Linked DNA regions of Sus scrofa: region 2 is linked to region 1. A link is a contact called in public promoter capture Hi-C data. All regions are on one chromosome and are shown on one strand. Each heading gives the region's core, a stretch centred on a gene start, on an enhancer-like site or on the middle of the called end of the contact. The rest is flanking DNA. Distances are from core to core; before and after follow the strand shown.

Evidence for each region. Promoter capture Hi-C pulls out the DNA fragments that hold promoters and counts their contacts.
Region 2: a promoter capture Hi-C map of liver shows a contact between it and region 1, with 7 times the contacts expected there. The contact joins the promoter of POLR1D here to the promoter of GTF3A in region 1. A contact is called at or near these places in 1 of 5 promoter capture datasets (liver), 5 of 47 Hi-C or Micro-C datasets (embryonic fibroblasts, heart right ventricle, liver and 1 more) and 2 of 2 datasets of contacts at active chromatin or transcription factors (alveolar macrophages and skeletal muscle).

What each region holds. Positions count from the first base shown.
Region 1 is chr11:4,851,201-4,856,143 of Sscrofa11.1, forward strand. It overlaps GTF3A (transcription factor IIIA), which reads left to right and starts at 2,105. Exons shown (of 10, transcript XM_021066008.1): 1 at 2,105-2,146. The coding sequence starts at 2,105.
Region 2 is chr11:5,041,423-5,046,365 of Sscrofa11.1, forward strand. POLR1D (DNA-directed RNA polymerases I and III subunit RPAC2) reads left to right here and starts at 2,852. Exons shown (of 2, transcript XM_003357811.4): 1 at 2,852-3,064; 2 at 3,921-4,499. The coding sequence starts at 3,039. The coding sequence ends at 4,296. It overlaps LOC106505238, which reads left to right and starts at 2,938. Exons shown (of 3, transcript XM_013980406.2): 1 at 2,938-3,064. The coding sequence starts at 3,039.

The DNA of each region.
Region 1 (4,943 bases), core at 855-3,354:
AAAAAAGAATCATGAAGGATTTCCCATTGTGGCTTAGTAAGTTCAGAACCCAGTGAGTACCCATGAGGATGCAGGTTTGATCTCTGGCCTCGCTCAGTGGGTTAAGGATCCAGCATTGCTGTGGCTGTGGCGTGGGCTGGCAGCTGTAGCTCTGATTCCACCCCTAGCCTGGAAACCTCCATATGCTGCAGGTGCAGCCCTGGGAAGGGGAGGGCAGGGGAAGAATCATGGCCATGCTAGAAAGCAATCACTGGTTCAAGGAAAAAATTAATGTTTACATGAAATGCTATCCTGACCAGTAAGCGTTTGAGCAGGGGAAATGCCATAGAAACGTCCACTGTTGTTCCTGCTGCCTCTTAGCAGTGTGAGGAAAGCCACTGGCTCAGACAAGACGTTTCTGTTGGTGCCTCCCGTGTGCCCAGCTCCGTGCTAGGTGCTGGGACACAAAGAGAACCAGAGGCACAGACCTGCCCTGCAGAGCTGTCGCTGCCAAGAAAGATGAGCCAGGGAATCTCTGCCAAGCCCGTTGGGTGCTGTGAGGGGAGGGGCCGGGAACTTGGGGTTGGAGCGGCCACCTGGCCAGCTCTTAGGAGGCACTTCCCCAAGCTTCTCCCTGACAGACGAGTGGGATTTGCTGGTTTTGAGGGACAGCAGGGAGCAAGGAGGAGAGCATGATACAGCCCAAGAGAAGAGTGTGTAGGGGTGGGAGATGGCGGGTGGGACACGGGCAGCGGGAGTGATGAGGGTGCTCAGCGGGCTTGGACCGAGCGGGAGTGTGGAGTGGGCCAGGCTGGGGCATAGCAAGAGGCAGGGCTTGACTCGAAGGGCTCTGGGACACCACGGAAAGCCCTGGTGTTTGCGAAGGTGGAGAAAGGACTGGAGAGGGCGAGCCTGGCTGCAGGAAGCACCCGGAGGTCAGGTGAGACCTGGGCCGACTGGACAGAGGTGGAGGCAGTGGGGGAGAAGGGAGGTGGATGGTTGCCACCCCGAAGGCAAACCACAGAGGACTCCGGGGCGAGGACTGTTGCTCAGCTCTGCCGGGGGCTCAGTGAAAAAAGCTGGCTTTGGAAATTATCAGACACGACCATCTCGTGCAGGCTGTGGATGGAAGCTGTGCGCACTCAAGCACCTGATCCCGTGGGTCATCAGGGAGCAATTAGGCCTCGCTCACTAGATGCAATCTGGCTGCTCCCGGCTCCGATGGATTTGAAGTAGCTGGGAGTGATTAAGCCCAGGCCCGTGGCGGTACCCTGGCCGGGCAATTACAGCTGCAGGAAAATGCAGTGATCTGACTGAAGCGAGAGGAGGGCTCATCAGAGAAGCCAGGCGGGAACTGCGTGGTGAACAGACAACCAAGAAGGGGATGGTCCCGGGCCTCAGCCCTGTCCAGGCTGGTTCCAGCGGAAGTCGTGGAGGGCGGTCCAAGAACAGGTGCTGAGAGGGCGAGGACTCTGCTGACAGAGGACAGCCGGGAGCAAGGACGAGGGTGCAGCTGCCGCCGGGGGCTCTCTCCTGACTGGTTAGATCATCAGCAGCCCCAGAGGCTCCCTGAGAGATGGGGAGACGGGCTGTATTGAGAATGTGGCCGAGGGGTGGAATCGCTCTTGCTTAATCCTTCCTTGGCCACCCTTGGGCTGACCTTGGCCGACATGAGTGCTCATCCATGCATTCACTTTTTGTCAGAGCCAACATTCGAGAACCTAGTGTCAGCAACAGTTTACAGATGGGTAGAACTCCACGGTTGGCAAAAATGCTTTATGCATATTTTCTTTTCTTTCTTTCTTTCTTTTTTTTTTTTTTTTTTGTCTTTTTGCCTTTTCTTGAGCCGCTCCGGCAATATATGGAGGTTCCCAGGCTAGGGGTCGAATCGGAGCTGTAGCCACCAGCCTACGCCAGAGCCACAGCAACGCGGGATCCGAGCCGTGTCTGTGACCTACACCACAGCTCACGGCAATGCCGGATCCCTAACCCACTGAGCAAGGCCAGGGATCGAACCTGCAACCTCATGGTTCCTAGTTGGATTCGTTAACCACTGCGCCACGACGGGAACTCCTGTATTTTCTTATTAATCCTTACAGTCCTCACGCTCTGTGAGGTGGGTGTCATGGTCCTCACCCGGCTGATGAAGAAGCCGGGGTTCAGAGAGGTCAGTTACTGGCCGGGTTCCCATGTGATGCTGGTGATAACTGGGAGAGGAAGGCAGGGCAGCATCTCCTCAGTTTCACAGACGAGGCAAAGCAGGTTGGGAAGAGTTGCCCGAAGTCATACTCAGGTCGTTGGCGGCACTTGAGGCTGAATCCAAAGGTCTTGCTAGAGGCCTATCAGAGAAGGAACGGGGATTTAAGGTAAAGGTGTGTTTATGGGATAAGGTCCTGGTGCCTGCTTGATCTCTGAGGACGGTGGCCCCAGCTGACTGTCTTGGCTGTGCTGGACCAAAACAGGAGAAGTAAACATTGGGAGAAAAGAATAAAACTGGTGTTAAAGGGACAGTACACTGAAGGTCTTTACGGCTGTTCGCACCCGAGCTGTTTTGTCCAGTTATCGCCGTAACCACATGCACTCTTGTCACACGCTGCATCCGATCTTTGGGTAGGAGGGAGGGAACTCGTGTCATGGCTGGAGGCCGGGGCGTCCCTCCTGTCAGAACCCCCTGAGTTCAGGACTGCCTGGTCGAGAGTTATTCTGTGTATTGAAAGACGATGTGTTAGTTATGCTGCCTAACAAATCACGGAGTTCCCTTCGTGGCTCAGCGGAAATGAGTATGACTGGCATCCATCAGGATGCAGGTTTGATCCCTGGCCTCGCTCAGCGGGTTAAGGACCTGGTGTTGTTTTGAGCTGTGGTGTAGGCCGCAGACGCGGCTCATATCTGGTGTGGCTGTGACTGTGGCTAGCGGCTACAGTTCCGAGCCAACCCCTAGCCTGGGCACCTCCCTATGCCACAGATGCAGCCCTAAAAAGACGAAAAAAAAAAAAACAAACCCAAATTTAGTGGCGTAAACCAACACTTATTATTTCACAATTTCTGTGGGCCAGGAACCTGGGCGTAGTTGAACCAGATTCTCTGCTTCAGGGTCTCTGCCAGGCTGCAGTGAAGGAGTCAGCGGAGTTAGGGTCTCATTTCAAGGTTGGACGGGGGCAGGATCTGCTCCTCAGCTCCCATGGTCATTGGCAGGATTCAGTGACCTGCCAGGGCTGCTGGGCTGAGGGCCTCAGCTCCCAGTTGGCTGTTGGCTATTGGCCACCCCCCGTCCTTTGTGCGTTTCTGCAGCACGGTAGCTGCCCCATCGAAGTGCACAAGCCCAGAAGGTGATGCACTTCTGTTAGGAAGATGCAAGTGCCCGTGGTTCCGCCCCTTCCATCACCCGCTTCTTCTGTTAGTTGGAAGTAATTCCCGGTCCGGGCCACCCCCAGGAGCGGGTAACTGCACAAGGGTGTGAATGTCCGGAGGCGGTGATCGCTGGGAGCCGTCATCAGCTTGGCCAACCGCCACTCAAGTGCAGGAACAGAAGCAAAAGTCTGCAGCGCGTGGGGAAAAAGGAAAGGCTACTAGTTTTGGATGGCTTCTTATGCTGAGCCCTGTGCTGATAAGCACCACGCGGGAAATAATTGTCTCATGTCATTCTCACCACAGCCCTGTGGCATAGGTATCATCACCCCCCATTGCACAGACGACAAAAACTTCCGAGGGACTAAATAACTATCTCAAGGTCCAATACTAAGTGCAGAGCCGGGACGAGTTAGGGTGCCAGACCCCCAAGGCCATCCGTTTGACCACTGCCACCTCTGAGGGGCCTTTTTACCTGTGAACTCCTACCTGCCTCCTTTCTGGGCCCACGGTCACCCCCTCGAGCCTGGGCCTCAGTCCCGCCAACAGGGACGGCCTCTGAGCGGGTCTTCCTGACTCCAGGAGTCCCCTTCTAACCTACCATAGGCACTCTTCAGTGCCATAGTTGTTAGCCTTAGAAGGTATAAGACTTGCCTGACAACTGTGGGGGCAACTGAGGCCTGGAGCAGTTTGGGGGAGGATGACCCCCAGGCTGGATTCCATCCATGTGGTTGGGGAGTCGACTGATTTGATCCCTGGACACCTGTTTTGATGGGTCACAGCCGACTGTGGGAACCAGGAGGACCAGGCAGGGCCTTCCTCGGGTGTAACTGAAGAGAGTGAAGTAAAAACCAACCAACCATGACGGGTCCTTTAACAAATGCAGATGGTGAGAGAGGGGAGAAGCCGAGGGGGATGGTGGCCCCTCACTGGGACGGGAAGATACTTGGGGGGGGCGGGGCAGAGAGCAGTTTCGAATATGCTGAGTTTGAGGGTCTGTGGGTTTTAGATGATTTCAAAGAACTACTGTTCATTTTGCTGGGGATAAAAATAGAACTGAAGATGGAGTTCCCGTCGTGGCTCAGCGGTTTATGAATTGTGACTAGCATCCATGAGGACACAGGTTCCATCCCTGGCCTCACTTGGTGGGTTAAGAATCCAGCGTTTCCGTGACCCGCTGGTGTGGGTCGCAGACACGGCTCAGATCCTGCGTTGCTGTGGCTGTGGCGTAGGCCGGCAGCCTAGCCTCCATATGCCATGGGTTCGGCCCTAAAAAGCAAAAAAGAATTGAAGAGAATATTTTATGTATATGTGTATGTGTAGATACATGTTAGAGCGAATTGTCAGAACGAGAGGATGCAGCAAAGTGAGACGATGCGGTGAACTCCTGCAGGCATGTGAGTGAGCGAGCCGGCAAGACACACGCACACGCCCTTGCAGGCACACACAGGCATGTACACACGTATGCACACCTGTGCACACAGGAGATGGATGGGAGTGGTCGGGAGATGTCTGGAGAGCAAACAAAGGAGTCAGGCTGGGGAGCAGAGGCCACCCAGACAGACACGGACTGCAAACAGCTTGATCCGTGGGGCCTTTTGTGATGAGTGTGGTGA
Region 2 (4,943 bases), core at 1,602-4,101, 190 kb after region 1:
TGTCAGTTGCTTTGTGGCAGCTGGTAGAATGAAGGTATATGGATCAGCGTCCACACAAGACTAGGAGCCACTTCAGGGCAAGAGCTGAGCCCTGCCATCAATACCTGGCATGCAGAAGGCACTCCATCAGCTGCTGAATGAATAATGAAAAATTGATAACCTGATGCGAAAAGGAGAGAGCAACAAGATGCAGAACTGGGAACGTGAACACACATGTGGGCCAAATTAAAAGTAATGTCATTCTACTTTGCTTCCGATTTGGCCTACACTTTGCCCCAGGGGAAAACTCACCAGTAGGACTTGGACAAGCTAAAAAAAGGCAACACTTTTTGTTGTTCATGGCTCAAGAAAGCTCTGACAGGCCAAAAAGGATACTAGATCAAAGCCCATTTTCTACAGGGGTGCAGCGACGGGAATCCAGTCTGTCCAAGTACATAAAATTGATCTGCTGAGATCGACTTCATCAGTACTGCGTCACAGGTCAAGCAAGAAGGAAAAAAAAAAAAAAAAATCAAAATCTGTCCTGGGACGAAGGCCAATTTACAAGTAAGTATCACTGCTGCGAGAATGTGAAATTCTTAACGTGAAGACAGTTCCCATAAACTCACAACGGTTTCCTCCTCCTGAAGATTCACACGTTCACTCAACTTCGTTTCTGCGATTTCAAAAGAAACGTCTACGCAGCTAAGCCCCTGCGTGAGTGTCCTGGAGCTCCCGGCAGACAGAGCCGTCCTGATTCATAGCCTTAAATGCACAAGACACATCAGAAGAAACAGCACATCTGAGTCCCAAGCCCTCCGTCTAAAACACGGCATGAAGCTCTGAAAAGCGAGGGACGTCTTTCCTGAACGGAGCTGTGTGTTCAACTGCTTCCAAATCGAGAACCCTATTTTGAAAGATGCCAAGTTTCTCCCCCACCCTCTCCACCCTAAAGGGAGAGGTGACAACTCACAGGCAACAGGCGGGACGGGGCGGACGACCCCTCCCCGCTCCCGTCCAGGGGAACCAGACCGGCGCTGGGCAGCTAGGGGCACTCTCGCCCACGACAACGTACACACAGGGAACAAAAAACTCCTCCCCTCTCTCTCCCCCTAAAACCGGAGCACGCCGCGCAGAGATCCGCAACACGGCGGCCGGAACAGCCAAATGGTCACGGCAGGGGGCTGCCCGCCTGCCCCGGCGCCTGCCCGGCGGCGGGCGCCCGGCAGCCCGGCGCCCTCTTCCCCGGACCTGCGCGGCCGGCCCCACACCGGGTCCGCGGCCCCGCAGCCCGGCCGGGCGCGGAGAGCCGGGAGGACGCTGCGGCGCCGCTCCGGCCGCCTCGCCGCCCCACACCCCTCGCCGCCCGCACCTGAGGCGCGGCCGGACCCGGCGAGCGGGCGCGGAGCGAGGCGGGCAGGGCAAAGTTACTCACTGGGGACGCGCGGCTTCCCGGCGCTTCCGGCTCCCGGCGCCGCAGCCCAGCGCCGGCTCCGCTCTCCGCGGCCCGCTGAGGGAGCGCGCGGCCGGCCGGCCTCCGCTCCGCCGGGAATCGCCGCCGCCGCTGCGGATTTCCTGGCAAGAAGCAAACTCCAGCCAAGACTTCACTTCTCAACCGCCCCTGCTGCCTTCCCCCGGGCGGACGCCAGGGCCGAGCCGCGCAGCCCGACACGCACCGGGGCCAATCGGCGGCAGCACAGGGCGGGAGGGGGGCGGGCCAGAGGGCGGCTCCGCCTATCCGGGAGCTCGGGGGGCGGGCCGGGCCGGGGCTGACACTCCGGGTTAGAGTGAGCCCGCTCCGCCCCTCGCCGCCCGCCCTCCCCACTCCTCGGCTGTCCCTGCCGCTCGCCTGATTCCCCAGCAGAAGACGCGCTCGGGAAGTGCCTCAGCGCTCACCGCCGAACGCTGCGAGGAGAGGGGAACAGCTGGGGGCGGCGGCGAACATCGAGGGGGATCGGGGGTGGGGTAAGGAGAACAGGTGGCGCAGGAAAGCAGAGCTGTAGGCGTGTTGGGCTGGATGACAGCGGGGGTCGAGGGGTAGGGAGCGGGGCTGGCCGGGGTGAGGAGGCGAGGGGAGCAGGAGAGCGTGGAAGGCAGAAGGATTATTAGCGAACGGGAACACTAGGGGGGCGGAGAGCGGAGAGGCGCGAAGGGAGAAGGAGGGCGGAGAGCTAGTCGGACGGTGAAAGGGGGCGGGGGCACCTGGGAACAAAGGTGAGAGGGAGGTTCCGCAGGTGAGGAGGTTTATGAGGCCAAAAGGGTAAAGGGGAAAAGGACGTCCCAAACGAGGCAGGGCGTACTCCAGGGAGATCCTAAGAAAGGATTGGGGGAGTGGGGATCGGGTGGAGATGGTTTCCTTCCAAACTCTCGCTCCTCCCCCCCAAAATAGAAAATGCGTGTCCTTTGACCCCGTTGAGGGGTGCAGCTGCAAGATTCCGGATGAGACAAATACAGTCTTAAACCCATCCTCTTCAGTTGTGAAATTCATCAAAGTGTGCTGATTAACTATAATTTAAGTACGTCGTCCCATGAGAGTCCCTTGGGGGGCAGGGGACCCGCCTGGGACTAACTGTGTCCCCCACAGGTCTAGCAGCAAGTCAGAAGGAGGCCTGATCCTCGCTCTAAGAAGGGGAGTTTGGGGGCCACAGGTAAGGCCCCGCCCCCTTCGCCCGCACCTGGAGGAAGGCACCGGGGGCTGAGCTCCGGCGCCCACCGGCCGGTGCCGGCCTTGGGGCGGGGCGGCAGCCGGACCCCACCCATCTCCCCGCTAGCCCTCCCGGGAGGACTTGCTCTGGGAGCGCAGGTGAGCGGCTCAGGCCTCGCCACGCCCTCCTCGCGCCGGGGGCGGGGCGGGTGGGCGGGGCCCGGGCGGAGCCTCCACGCCCCGCCCAGTGGCCGGGCCCTGCCGCGCCGCTGCGGCTCCTCCCCCCTCCTTCCGTCCGCGCTCCTTCCGTCGGTCCTTCCTTCCTTTCTTCCTGCTGCGCCCGCACGCTTCGCGGTATGGGGCAGAGCCTTCGGCGGGCCGGCACCACCTGAGGATCCCGGAAGCCGCCCCCGCGATGGAAGAGGACCAGGAGCTGGAGAGGTAACGGCCGGGGAGTGGGGGCAGGAGAGGCGGGCCGCGCCCTGCCCTGGGAGCCGGCGGCCGGCCGGGGCCTCAGCCTCCGCGGCCCGGCCTAGCAGCGAGGGCCTGGCTGGGAGGACAGGCGAGGAGGAGGGAGCGGTGGGCGCCAGGGTGGGGAGAGGGAAGAGGGGGCGGGAGACCTGGATGGTTTGAATGGAGGCGCTCAGTGCTCTAGATATCGAGGAAGGAAGACAAGTTGCGAGACCAGAGTTAACTGCCCACCCCCCGCGTTGGAAAAGCAAGAGGAAGCATAGCTAACGTTCCGAACCACGCACCGTCCCCTGTTACCGGAGCGATGGGATTGGTGTGTTGGTCGGGCCCAAGTCCCTCCTCCGTGTAGAGCGCTCTTTAAGCTACTCTGCGCTGAGTGCTTTTTCTCCCTCCTGCTTGATGACTCTTCTCAGACTTTCCTTTCTAGTTTCCTTACCTCCTGCACGTTGAGGAGCTTTAGTTTCTATTTTTATAGTCGCGTTTTCCCACGCCTTTCAACTCCCCTTCCATCCTCTGGCAGGGCCCACCCGTTTCTAATAATAGCCCTTTCTTGTGACTCTACCAAATAAGATTTAGCAAGCTTTTTTAACGACACTCCCCTCGTGGCCATGTGGAGGGCCAAATGGCGTAGGGAGAAATTGGAGGCGATAAATTAAATATTGGTAGAATATGTGGAGGCAGGAAAATAAAAGGTTCATGCTAACAGTTCTCTGTAACTGCAGTGCATTGGAGTAATAGCATGTTACCATTGTGATACCGTAGATGAAAAAAGCTAGATACGAAAGCATATTCAGTATGATCTCATTTTTGCAAAAAATGTGTGTAGAAAAATATCTGGATTGAAGACCCCAATGGCTGAAGGCGAGAGGAAGACAGCCCTGGAAATGGTCCAGGCAGCTGGGACAGATAGACACTGTGTGACATTTGTTTTGCACGAGGAGGACCATACCCTAGGAAATTCTCTTCGCTACATGATCATGAAGAACCCGGAAGTGGAGTTTTGCGGTTACACCACAACCCATCCTTCAGAGAGCAAAATTAATTTGCGCATACAGACTCGAGGTGCCCTTCCAGCTGTTGAGCCCTTTCAGAGAGGCCTGACTGAGCTCATGAATGTCTGCCAGCACGTGCTTGACAAGTTTGAGGCCAGCATAAAGGCATATAAGGATCATAAAGCCGGCAGAAAGGAGTCCACCTTCTAGTCCCTTATGCCCTGTCCAGGGAGGACTGACCTCTAGGAGACCGTATTGGTGCTGTGACAAAGCCCAGAAGTAAAAGTTTGCGATGACAACCTGGTCTGTCCTGCAGAAGAGCCTGCCTCTAGCTCTTAACCATTTCCGCTGTTGGAGTCCCTGCAAGAACCCTCTGTATTCTTCTAATAAATTCCCTCTTTCATTCAAACCGATTTGAGTGGTTTCCGTTCCTTTGTCCTGGAGGTTGACTATTTTAGGGTTGGTGTTTTGTTTTCCTAATTGAACCAACACTGAAAGTGAGGAAACCATGAGAAAATCAGGGGCCTAGACGAGGACTTGGATGCAGGGAATTAAAAGGAATGTGCATGCACAGCTGAGATCCGGGGAGCGAGAGCCGCAGCAGAGCCTGACGCCAGAGACACCGTGGATGGTTTAGAAAAGGAAGCTGGGAGTGAAGGAAGACTTGGCCTCTTCCTCGATGTTGTTTAGAAATTCATGAGAGAATCGCGTCCTTCGCTGCGACCGGTAGATGGGGCAAGGGTGGGGAATAATTTGAAAGAACTGTGAGAATTCTGGTTTCACGGGAGGACCTTCGGTGGCATCAGGTGCCATCTCTGTGGCAGCATTTCTAGGATAGATGCTGGCTTACTGCTTTA